2 separate regions of the Sus scrofa genome follow, and region 2 is linked to region 1. A link is a contact called in public HiChIP or PLAC-seq data. All regions are on one chromosome and are shown on one strand. Each heading gives the region's core, a stretch centred on a gene start, on an enhancer-like site or on the middle of the called end of the contact. The rest is flanking DNA. Distances are from core to core; before and after follow the strand shown.

Region 1 (5,122 bases), core at 1,696-4,195:
GACCAGGTCGTATACAACCCGTGTGTTCAGCATCTTTCTGCCAGGGCAGCCAGGCTTGGGGGGCAGGGTGGAAAGGTAAGGTAGAGACCCCACTTGTGCCCCTCCAGAGGTCTGGCCCCGAGAGCTCTCGGATGTGAGGCATGTCTCCATTTCCATTTTGGAGAAAGCTGGAGCAAGGCAGAGGGGGACCAGTGATGGCAGGAGGGAGAGAGCTGCTCCAGCTGCAGGTACCCAGGAGGATCAGCCACTCACAGGAAGGAGAAGGAGGAGGAGGCTTGGAAAGGGCAGGATCGAGGGGTGGGGCCTTGAGGACAGGGAACCTTCACTTCCATTCCCACCTTTCACCCTGCACCTAGGCCGTCCGAATTTTCCCTGTCTGAATCTGCCCTAAAAATCCTGTGTTCCACCCATTCATCCCCCACCCCTGGTAACTGCTGATCTTTTTACTGTCTCTGTAGTTCTGCCTTTCCTAGAATATCATATATTTGGAATCACATCGTATGTAGCCTTTTCAGATTGGCTTCTTTCACTTAGTAACAAGTATGTAAAGTTCCTCCATGTCTTTTCCTGGCTTCGTAGCTCATTTCTTTTTAGTGCTGAAAAATATCCCATGGTCTGGATGTCTCAGAGTTTCTTTATGCATTTACTCCCTGAAGGACATCTCGGTGGCTTCCAAGTTTTGGCAAGGATGAATAAGGCTGCTAGAAACACCTGTGTGCAGGTGTTTGGGTAGACGTAAGTTTTCATCTCCTTTGGGTAAATAACATGGAGTTCAATTGCTGGACTGTATGTTAAGAATATGTTCAGTTTTCCAAAGTGGCTGTACCATTTTGCATTCTCATCAGCAGTGAATGAGAATTCCTGTTCCTCCTCCTCCCCAGTATTTGCTTCTGCCAGTGTTTGTATTTTGGGCATTCTTAATAGGCATATAGTTGTCTTACTGTTATCTTAATTTGCATTTCCCTAATAACATATGATGTGGAGCATCTTTTTATATGCTTACTTGCCATTTGAATATCTTCTTTGGTGAAATGGTTCAGACCTTTTTCTGTTTTTCTGTTTCTTTTTTTTTCTTTTTGGCTGTGCCTGAGCCACAGCAGTGACAACCTTGGATGCTGAACCTGCCAAGCCACCGGGGAACTCCCTTTTGTCCATTTTTAAATAAGGTTGTTAATTTACTTACTGTTGAGTTTTCAGAATTCTTTGTCTATTTTGGGGAGTTCCTTGTCTTGGTGCAGCGGAAACAAATCCAACTAGGAACCATGAGGTTGTGGGTTCGATCCCTGGCCTCGCTCAGTGGGCTAAGGACCCGGCATTGCTATGAGCTGTGGTGTAGGTCAAAAACAGGGCTCTGATCTGGCATTACTGTGGCTGTGGTGCAGTCCAGCAGCAACAGCTCCAATTAGACCTCTAGCCTGGCAACCTCCAAATGCCGTGGGTGCAGCCGTAAAAAGACAAAACAAAACAACAACAACAACAAAGAATTGTCTATTTTGGGTAACATTCCTTTATCAGATATGTGTTTCACAAATATTGTCTCCCAGTCTATGGCTTGTCTTCTCATTTTCTTGATGAGTTAACTTTTCGTTATTAAAATAATTATTTGCTGCCTATACAGCATGTTGATAACGAATATCAAAAGAAAAAATATTTTTGATTCTAGTTCCCTCAGGATGACGATAGTACTGATGACGGTGACAACCGTTCCCATCTTTGGAATGCTTGAAGTGTCCCAAGAACTGACAATCATCTCATATGACCCTGCCACAGACCCTTGTGGGGCAGATATTATCATACCCATTATGCAGAAGCTAAAGAGGAAGCTCAGAGAAAGGAAGTGGCTAGACCCAAACTGCATACCACTAAGTAGTGGAGCCAGTGTTCAAACCCAGCAGCACCGGCCCCAGAGTCCTTGTTCCAAACCGGGCAATTGTAGACTATGCCGTTTTCATCTTCGGTCTCCCCCAGTCAAGTACAGTCATATCCCTATGTGCCCCCGGACCCTCTCAGATGTTATCACCTTTTTTTTCAACTTCGGGATCTCCCTGGGAGCTAGGTATCCTCACAGAAGAACAAATCGAGACTCTGAGAGGTTAAGTGACTTGCCCAAAGTCTCCCAGGTGTGTGAGCTCAGATAAGCCACTTTCCAAGGATTTATGCTCTGTGAGGCCAGACCCCACCAGCCAATTCTTCCCTCTACTTTGAGTGGCCCCAGAAAAATCAGTCCTGGGCTGGACTGCCGCTGTCTTGCTCTCCTCCCTCCCTCTGCCCATCCTTCTGTGGCTTCTAGAGGGATCATTCTAAATTGTCAACCAAATCATGGCCCCTCCCCCGTGATGGGCATCCCGTGGCTTCCATCTGTCCTCAGGAGGACTCCCAAACTCCCTGGCATGGCATGCCAGGCTCCCGGCATCCTACCTCTTCTGCCTCTGCAGCCTCGCCCACAGCCTCCACCCATGTCCTCAGCTAAGGCACCATCTGCTCCTACTCTTCCTTGAGCCTCTAGGACTTGATCCACACTGCTCTTTTGCCTGGTACACCTTCCCTCCTCCTGCACCCCTGACTCCACCTGAGCCCGGAAGAGGCAGAGATGGCAGTGGACGGGGTCCCAAGAGGTGGGCCTTGGGATCTACTTGGAAGGGGGCACCCTCATGATTGATGTCCTGATGGAGCTTTTGTTTGGGGGAAAATCCCCCAGGCCCTATCCTCAAAGGCAGCCTTGCGAATGGTCCGTGGGAGGTGGGAGATTCCAGGTCTGCTTCTTTCCCAGGTAGGCTGGTGATGCTGGGGCCACCCCAGAAGTGGAAAGCACCTGCACACACCCCTTCCCTGGCCCGCAAGGGCCCCAGTCCCAGTTCCGCTTGGCGTTACCATCCATGGCATGGTGATGGTAGCTTCCTACGCCACGCCCCAGAGGCTCACCTCCCAGTCACCCGGCCCCACATTCCAGTTAAAGAGGAAGGGTGCAGAACGGGAAGTGGAACTCCTGCCCTAGCCACCCCACAGTCTACTGGGAGCTGGGCAGGCAGGGGTGTGGGGAGAAAGAGCAGAGGAAGCGGCTTCTCTCAGCGTTATTGGAAGCCACGAGACACCTCCAAATGCCCCCCTCCTTGATATGTCTGCAAAATCTCTGCTTCGCTGCATTTAATTCAGCATTTAACGAGCCCCTACTGCGTGATTACCCACAGGGCTAGGTGTGGTTTGCATATAAGATCACAAGTCCAGCCTTTGGGGGAAATAGCACTGGCATCTGACCAAGAGATCTGGGTAGTTGAGCCCCGTTCTGCAGTTATTAGCTAGCAGGCCACGGGCACTCCAGGAAACCTTCTAGGCCTCTAGTGGGCCATCTTTCGAATGGGGACTGTGGTATCTATCCAAGAGAGCTGCAAGGGAGCAGGAATGGGAAAACGACCTCATGCACCGGACATCGCTGGGCAAAGGTCAGGTGATGCCCACAGCCTGGAGGCAGAGACCCACACAGGCCCAGCTAACCACAGGGCAGGGCACCCTGGGGTGAGGGCATCAGACACAAATAAGGATGCCATGGAGCCCAGAGGGGAGCGACTCATTCTGACCAAGGGTAGAGGGCAGTGAAGAAAGGGCCTTGAAAAGCAGGTGGGATTCCATGAGCTCAAATGGAAAAGAAAGAGCATTCCAGCAGAGGGAACACAGGCAAACCCAGAGGCTAATGGGGTGGGGGTCGGGGTGGTTTCGAGAGCAGGGGAGTGGCAGATCCGATTTGCTTTAGAGGTCCTGCTGGCTCCTGAGAAGGGATGGAGTGGAATTGCCAGGGCCCAGGTGAGCGAGCCAGCCTCACCCTCCAGGAGAGGGGCGATCTGCAAGCTTGCCCTCCCCACAGTCTGACCTGCCAGAAGCTGGAAAGGGTTAGAACCTGGGCAGGGCTGAGCCAGCTGCCTGCCCACAGCCCCTCCCCCAAGCCCACCCCCACCCCCTGGGAGCCTGGAGACCTGTTTGTTTTCCTTGTAAAGAGGGGAGCCCTGCCCTTTGTGAGATTTCTACTTAGGAAGGAGCGGGCAGTCAGCTTGTGCTGCTGCCTGGATTTCCAGCTATTGACACAGACTCTGACAATGAAAGCAAAGGCCAAGAGAGGCAGAGACAGGGCGGCTGATTAAAATGTTCTTCCCGGGTTGTTCAGCTCTGCCCGGGGAGGCTTGCTGGAAAACCCGGGGAGGAACCATCACCTCCAGAGCTTGGCCCAGTTGGAGGCGGGGCTGAGGAGCTTCTGCACCCCCATGCCACAGATTCATCGGCTCCAGCTCCCAGGGCCCCTGCTTTTGTGGTTTCACCCTCCGGTAATAACCAGGGTCAGGGATGTGACTGTGACTCCTTTCAGGCTCAGTTTTGTTTCTAAAAAGGCACAATAACATACCACTTCATGGGCTTTGTTATGGGTCAGATTTGCCCAAGAAAGGACTCAGAGATGGAGCAGGGTTGCCAGATCAAATACAGGAAGCCCAGTTAAATTTGACTTTCAGATAAAGGAAGGATTTCTTTTTCGTAAGTAAGTATATCCCATGCCATATTTGGGATATACTTATACTTTGAAAAGTGTTCTTTGTTTAACTGAAATTCAAATTTAAGTGGGTTTCCTGCATTTTTATTTGCTGAATCTGACAACAGGAAAGTGGAGAATGTTCCAGTTTGCAGGGTGTGGATGGAGGAGGGCTCTCAGTGTCAGATCCTGGTGAGGAGTGAGGGCAGCAAGAAGGGGCAGAGGCAGAAGACAGAGGGCTGTGGCGTCGCCACACAGAGGTCTCAGCCGACCTGCAGGAATGCTCTGGAGCTGGGTGGCTTTCCAGAACTGCCTAAACAGAGGCTAGGGCGCTGAGCTTTTATATTCCCACAATCCACCCATCATTGGTTTCTGGCTCTCCAGGGCTTGACCTTGGGAGAGGGGGTTCACCTCTGCTGAGAGTGGTTCTGAGAGCTCCCAATCCCCCCTTGAAGTTGGGGCCTGGGGTCTTGGTTCCCAGGGGGAGTCTGGGCAGCCACCCACCCCTGCCACCATGATCCGATGGTTATACAGTTTGGTGAGACAATTGAGTAAACACCTGAATATGGGCTTGACAGCTAGGAGTCAATGATTTTAGCCCCCACTCCC
Region 2 (5,122 bases), core at 1,759-4,258, 140 kb before region 1:
CCTCTCCAGCATTTGTTATTTGTAGAGTTACTAATGACAACTGTTCTGACCAGTATGAGGTAGCACCTCACTGGAGTTTTGACTTGCATTTCTCTAATGATGAGTGATTTTGAGCAATTTTTCATGTGCCTGATGGCCGTCTGTATGTCTTCTTTGAAGAAATGTCAGAAGGCATTTTTATGTCTTTTTTTTTTTTTTTTTTTTTAGAGCCACACCTGGGGCATATGGAGGTTCCCAGGCTAGGGGTCACATCAGAGCTGTAGCCACCAGCCTATACCACAGCCACAGCAATGCCAGATCCAGGCTGTGTCTGTGACCTACACCACAGCTCACGGCAACGGTGCATCCTTAACCCACTGAGCAAGGCCAGGGATTGAACCTTCGTCTTCATGGATGCTAGTCAGATTCGTTTCCACTGAGCCACAGTGGGAACTCCAGGAGGCATTTTTAAATGCTCGTTCCAGCTGTGCTTTGGGGACATGGGGTGGGGGGGGATAAGTGAGGTAGGGAGGAAGACAGGGCACCCCACCTGGGGTTGGGGAAGCAGGCGGGGCAGAGAAAGGGTCAGGAGTGATCTAGATGCAAAGTGGGACAGCATCCGGGATGATGCTCTGGTTTCTGGCCTTGCAACTGGGAGGAAGTGGCACCCATTTCTGGCCCAGAGGAAGAAGAGGTTTGGGAGGAAGGATGATGTGCTGAATTTGAGGCGCCCAGTAAGATGTCCGAATGGCAGCGGGATGCCGACCTGAGGGTCAGGAGAAGTGGGGTCGTAGCCCAGAGATGGCACATGAGATATGGGAGCACGGGAGGGAGGGCAGCAGAGAGCAGACCTCTGAGCCACACCACTGTGCCTGAGGAAGAGGATGTCGGGCCTGAGGTCCAGCGGATCCACCAGCGTCAGAAGGTGGGGAAAGCGGGGAGACTGTGGTGTCCGGCAGCCAAGGCGAGTGTGTTAGGAAGAGGAAGTGGTCAGCAGCGTCAGGTCCTGTCCACAGACCTTGTGGGATGTGGAGTTAAAAGTGTCCACTAGATTTAGCAACAAAGAGGTCAGAGGTGGCCGTGAAAGGCCAGCCTCTGGGGCATGGAGGGGCCGAAGTCAGACTGAGGGACGTGGGAGGGGAGGAAGTGGGAAACGCTTGTACAGACACCCCTGGTTAAGAGGATTGGCTGTGAAAGAAGGGCCAGGGCGGGGCAATGGCTGAAAGAGGCCAGCAGGTCAAGAAGGAGATGTTTTCAAGACAGGAGAGGCTGTGGGCCAGGGCCCAGGAGTGAGGTTGAGGACACAGTAGATGAGGAGCTAGTGGGTTGAACGGGGTCTGAGGAGGGACAGGTCCAGGCTGAGCAAGGGGACGTCTGTGGTGGAGACAGGGAGAAGAGGATGGGCGTGGATGCCCATGCATCTGCGGTTTGGGTGATGAGGACCAGGGCTGTGGGTACCACTATGCAGGGATTCTCAACAGGGGGTGCTGGACCTATGCCAGAGCCCCATGTGGGCCTCCATCGGAGCTGCCCTGTTCCTCGGTTCCTCAGTGCACCCCTCACTGTCCTCCCCCACCTCACCAGCTCCCCACAACCTGTCCACTGCTCCCATTCCTGAGAGGGGAGGGAATGTGAAAGGAGAGTCAATTCACGGCCCTTGGCCCTCTGCTTTGCTGGTAAGACCAGCAGACATGGGCAGCAAGGAAGCCCCCAAGGGGGCCGTTGCCCCAGATGAAGTGGTGGGAGCTGAGGTGGAGGCTGTGTGGGTGGAGCCAGGCCCAACCTTAGCCTCACTCCTGAGAGCCAGGGCCCAGGAAGCAGCAAGGATGCTGAAGGGATGGGGTGGGAGGGGATGTGCGCACACACGAGTGCGCCCATAACCTTGGGTGGGCTGGAGGAAAGCAGTTTTGCTGCAGGGGATTGAAGAAAGCACAAAAGTACAGAAAAAGGAATTTCTCCACAGGCCCATGAGGCCCAGGGTCTGAGATGGAGCTAGTTTCCTCTGCAGGGAGCCTTCAGCTAGTGAGTGAGTAATTAGGGGTAATAATAGCAAGATGGACTGGTTTTTAATCTGTGCTTGACATCTGCCACCAAAATGCCATGGAATGAGAGTGTGGTAGAACGGGCACCCTGTTGTCCTGGGCTGGCCTGTCATGGTGCCCAGGGAGTCACCCATGGGCATCCCCAGTGCCCAAGAAGGCAGGTGGCACACCCTCCCCCTGCCCACCTCCCATGCCTGTGGTCCAGAGCAAGGCCTCTCTCCTCCCACAAATGCTACCAAGACACAGGGCCCATGGGACAAAACAAATCCTCATGTGCAGGGGCAGGTCCTGACCCGGGTCAGCTGGCTGGAGTCTGGAATGAAGCTGCCCTTCTTGCTGTGGCTGTTTCTGTGTTCACTTCCCAAGGCCGGTTTCTTTGCCACCCAGGGGCCAGGTCCCCAAGCTCCATTGTCTTCTCTAGGAAAGAGTTGATGTGATTCGTGTTTATTTCAGTCTTTTTCCTTTCCCAGCATCTGCCAGGGGGAGGGGGCTGAGGTTAGGGGAGGGAGGAAGGGAGAGCCACATTTAGCTTTCTACTGTCAGGAAAGTTCTACTGTCCTGGAGAGTTTGGGGGAGCTTGGCTGAACTCCAGGAAGACAGAGGCGGGGCCATCGGAGAAGATTATGCGGGGTGTACACTGCTCAAAGTCACCCTGACAAGAATGGGGGTGTGGTACAGGGGCAAATGGACCTGAAACCCACCCTGGGTCCACTAGCCAAGCCTAAAGCCCCACCTGGGCTGTATCTGCAGACAGGGGGCGCCTTTTTTCAGTTTACACGAAGGCGCTGTATAGAGAAGCTTTCCTGCACCTGTCCCCAGCAAGGGTGACCTCCACCGACTGGGGTGTGCGACAAGAACCTTCTGGCCATCTGCATCTGCTGCTCTGGTGGCCCAGAAGAGAGTTGGGAATAGGGGGGTGGTATTTCACAAGCTCCCTGGAAAGGCAGGTCGGGGAGGTGGGATGTAGAGTCAGGGTGAGGCAGACATGGGCCTGGGAAGGATTCAGGAGGACAAGTTCATGACCACAATAGGAAGTGGTGAGCAGATGACAGCACTGGCTGAGGAGTCCCACGTTGGGCTCCCCACTCTCTGAGACCCCTGCCATTGTTCCCCTGGGAGGCTCTTGACAAGTCCCTTTCTGTCCCTGTGCCTCAGTTTCCCCATCTGAGGGAGGAAGGAGGTAGACCAGAGTGTGACTTGGATCTGGAGACATGAGAGACAGAGTTATAGCTGTCACACGGCCCCCCCCAGTGCCGCCCCTTTCCCCCCCCGCCCCTGCCGCTGGGTACAACTTGGGTCGGGTCATTGGACAAGTCCAAACTTCATTTTTCCTCCGCTCAGCAGATGGCCACTTGTCTTCAGCCTCTTGGCTGGCCACCCAGGGCTGGGCTTGGGTTCCCTTTGCCTTCCCACTCCCAGCCTACCCACCCCTCCTTCCTGGGCGGGGGGCGGGGGTGGGGGAGAATAAACCAGAATAGGGTCTGTCCCTCCTTTGGGGGGAAGGGGTTCCGTTTTCATCAGCCCCAGGGGAGCAAGAGGAACAGGAAAATTACAGTATCAGCATGGAAATTACAATCTGAGGCGTCTGATTCACCAGGGAGGGTGACTCGTTTCTCTTTTTTTATTTTTAGTCGCTATTATCTTGGCAAGGAGGCCTGTGCTCATTAACCTGTATTGCCAGAGCAGAGACTCTGTGAAACCGGCTGGTGGATAAACTTGCCCCCTCCCATCCCCTCCACTCCCATCATTTATTTATAGCCTTCCTTCCCTCTGGTGAATTAATTAGCTTGTACTCACAGCCTCGGACACTTGCTGTTGTGTTTACTTGGTGTCCCTTGGAGGCCAGCGCGTGGAGGGACCGGAATGGGTGGGAAGGTGGGGCTGCTGGCTTCAGCCCAACCCAGCCCAGCCTCTCTGACTCCAGCTCTGAGCCCTCCCCCAAACCATCCCTGTCTCCAGTGAGTGGAATTGAGGGGGTCTTTGATACCCACGCTTCATTCCTTAGAGGCTTGAGCAGTTTGGGGTTTTGTTTTATTTTATATTTATTTTTGTCTTATGTCTTTTTTTAGAGCCGCACCCGCAGCACATGGAGGTTCCCAGGCTAGGGGTCTAATCGGAGCTACAGCTGCCGGTCTACACCACAGCCACAGCAATGGGGGATCCGAGCTGCATCTGCAACCTACACCACAACTCACGGCAATGCCTGATCCTTAACCCACTGAGCAGGGCCAGGGATTGAACCCACAACCTCATGGTTCCTAGTTGGATTCGTTTCCACTGTGCCACAATGGGAACTCCTGGTTTGGGGTTTTAAAAGCCAGTCAATCCACCCCTATTTGCAGAGTTCCACAATAGAGCAAGGGAAAAAAAAATGTCCGCAATGCATCCCCTTCCCTCAGCAGGGAAGCAAGGACCCAAGACACAGGCTTCAAAGTCCTCTGGGTCCAGAGCAGTACCCAGCTAAGTACCAAATCGCGCTGGCAGGGGTGACTTGGAGGATGGCTTAGGGTACGGGGGATTCCGGTGCAGAGAGGGGAGGACACCTCCAGAGTGATCCTGTGAGCAAAGGTGGGGAGAAGGACTGCACAAGGGACCACTTTAGGCTGGATTTTCCAAGCCCAGCTTCTGTTTCACAGATGAGAAGACTGGGGCTCAGAGAGGTAGCATCTTGCTCACTCATTCAGCCAGTCAACCCTTTGTTCCTTCAACACACCTTGATTAAGTTCCCAGTCAGTGGACGAACTCTGCCCTGTTCTGTCCTTGCCGTGCTCACAATGCTACCTTCGTCTGTCTCCCTGTGTAGCCAGGAGCCCACGTTCAGGGGAGCCCAGCGAGCTACTCCTGGCTCATATCTGGCACGTTGTAGGGACAGTTTTCCTTCAGGAACCTCTTCACTCAAGGGTATTCCAGGTGGTGGGGCTACAGCCAGCGCCACACCCATCTTCCCCATCTCTCCGCCAGCGCACCCAAGGCCACCCCAGACACACACAAATTATGTAGAAAGAGAGCCCTGACCTTGCCAGAGCAGCAGCAATGTTTCTCCTCTATGTGCTCCCAGCCCCATCCCCCCAGATGGACTCCCCTGTATCCTGGAGCTCCCA

What was found. HiChIP or PLAC-seq counts read pairs in DNA pulled down with a chosen protein or histone mark.
Region 2: a contact with region 1 is called in an H3K27ac HiChIP or PLAC-seq map of alveolar macrophages. The contact joins two enhancer-like sites. A contact is called at or near these places in 4 of 47 Hi-C or Micro-C datasets (heart right ventricle, liver and skeletal muscle) and 1 of 2 datasets of contacts at active chromatin or transcription factors (alveolar macrophages).

The regions. Positions count from the first base shown.
Region 1 is chr1:167,868,669-167,873,790 of Sscrofa11.1, reverse strand. No RefSeq gene overlaps it. Among named protein-coding and RNA genes, the nearest start is that of TLE3, 15 kb to the right of the region's middle. Within about 2 kb of position 2,945, at least 40 of the 83 cell types and tissues checked have an H3K27ac peak or open chromatin away from gene starts, as enhancers often do. A contact at or near this core is called in alveolar macrophages, where this site is marked.
Region 2 is chr1:168,012,742-168,017,863 of Sscrofa11.1, reverse strand. No RefSeq gene overlaps it. Among named protein-coding and RNA genes, the nearest start is that of TLE3, 160 kb to the right of the region's middle. Within about 2 kb of position 3,008, at least 11 of the 83 cell types and tissues checked have an H3K27ac peak or open chromatin away from gene starts, as enhancers often do. A contact at or near this core is called in alveolar macrophages, where this site is marked.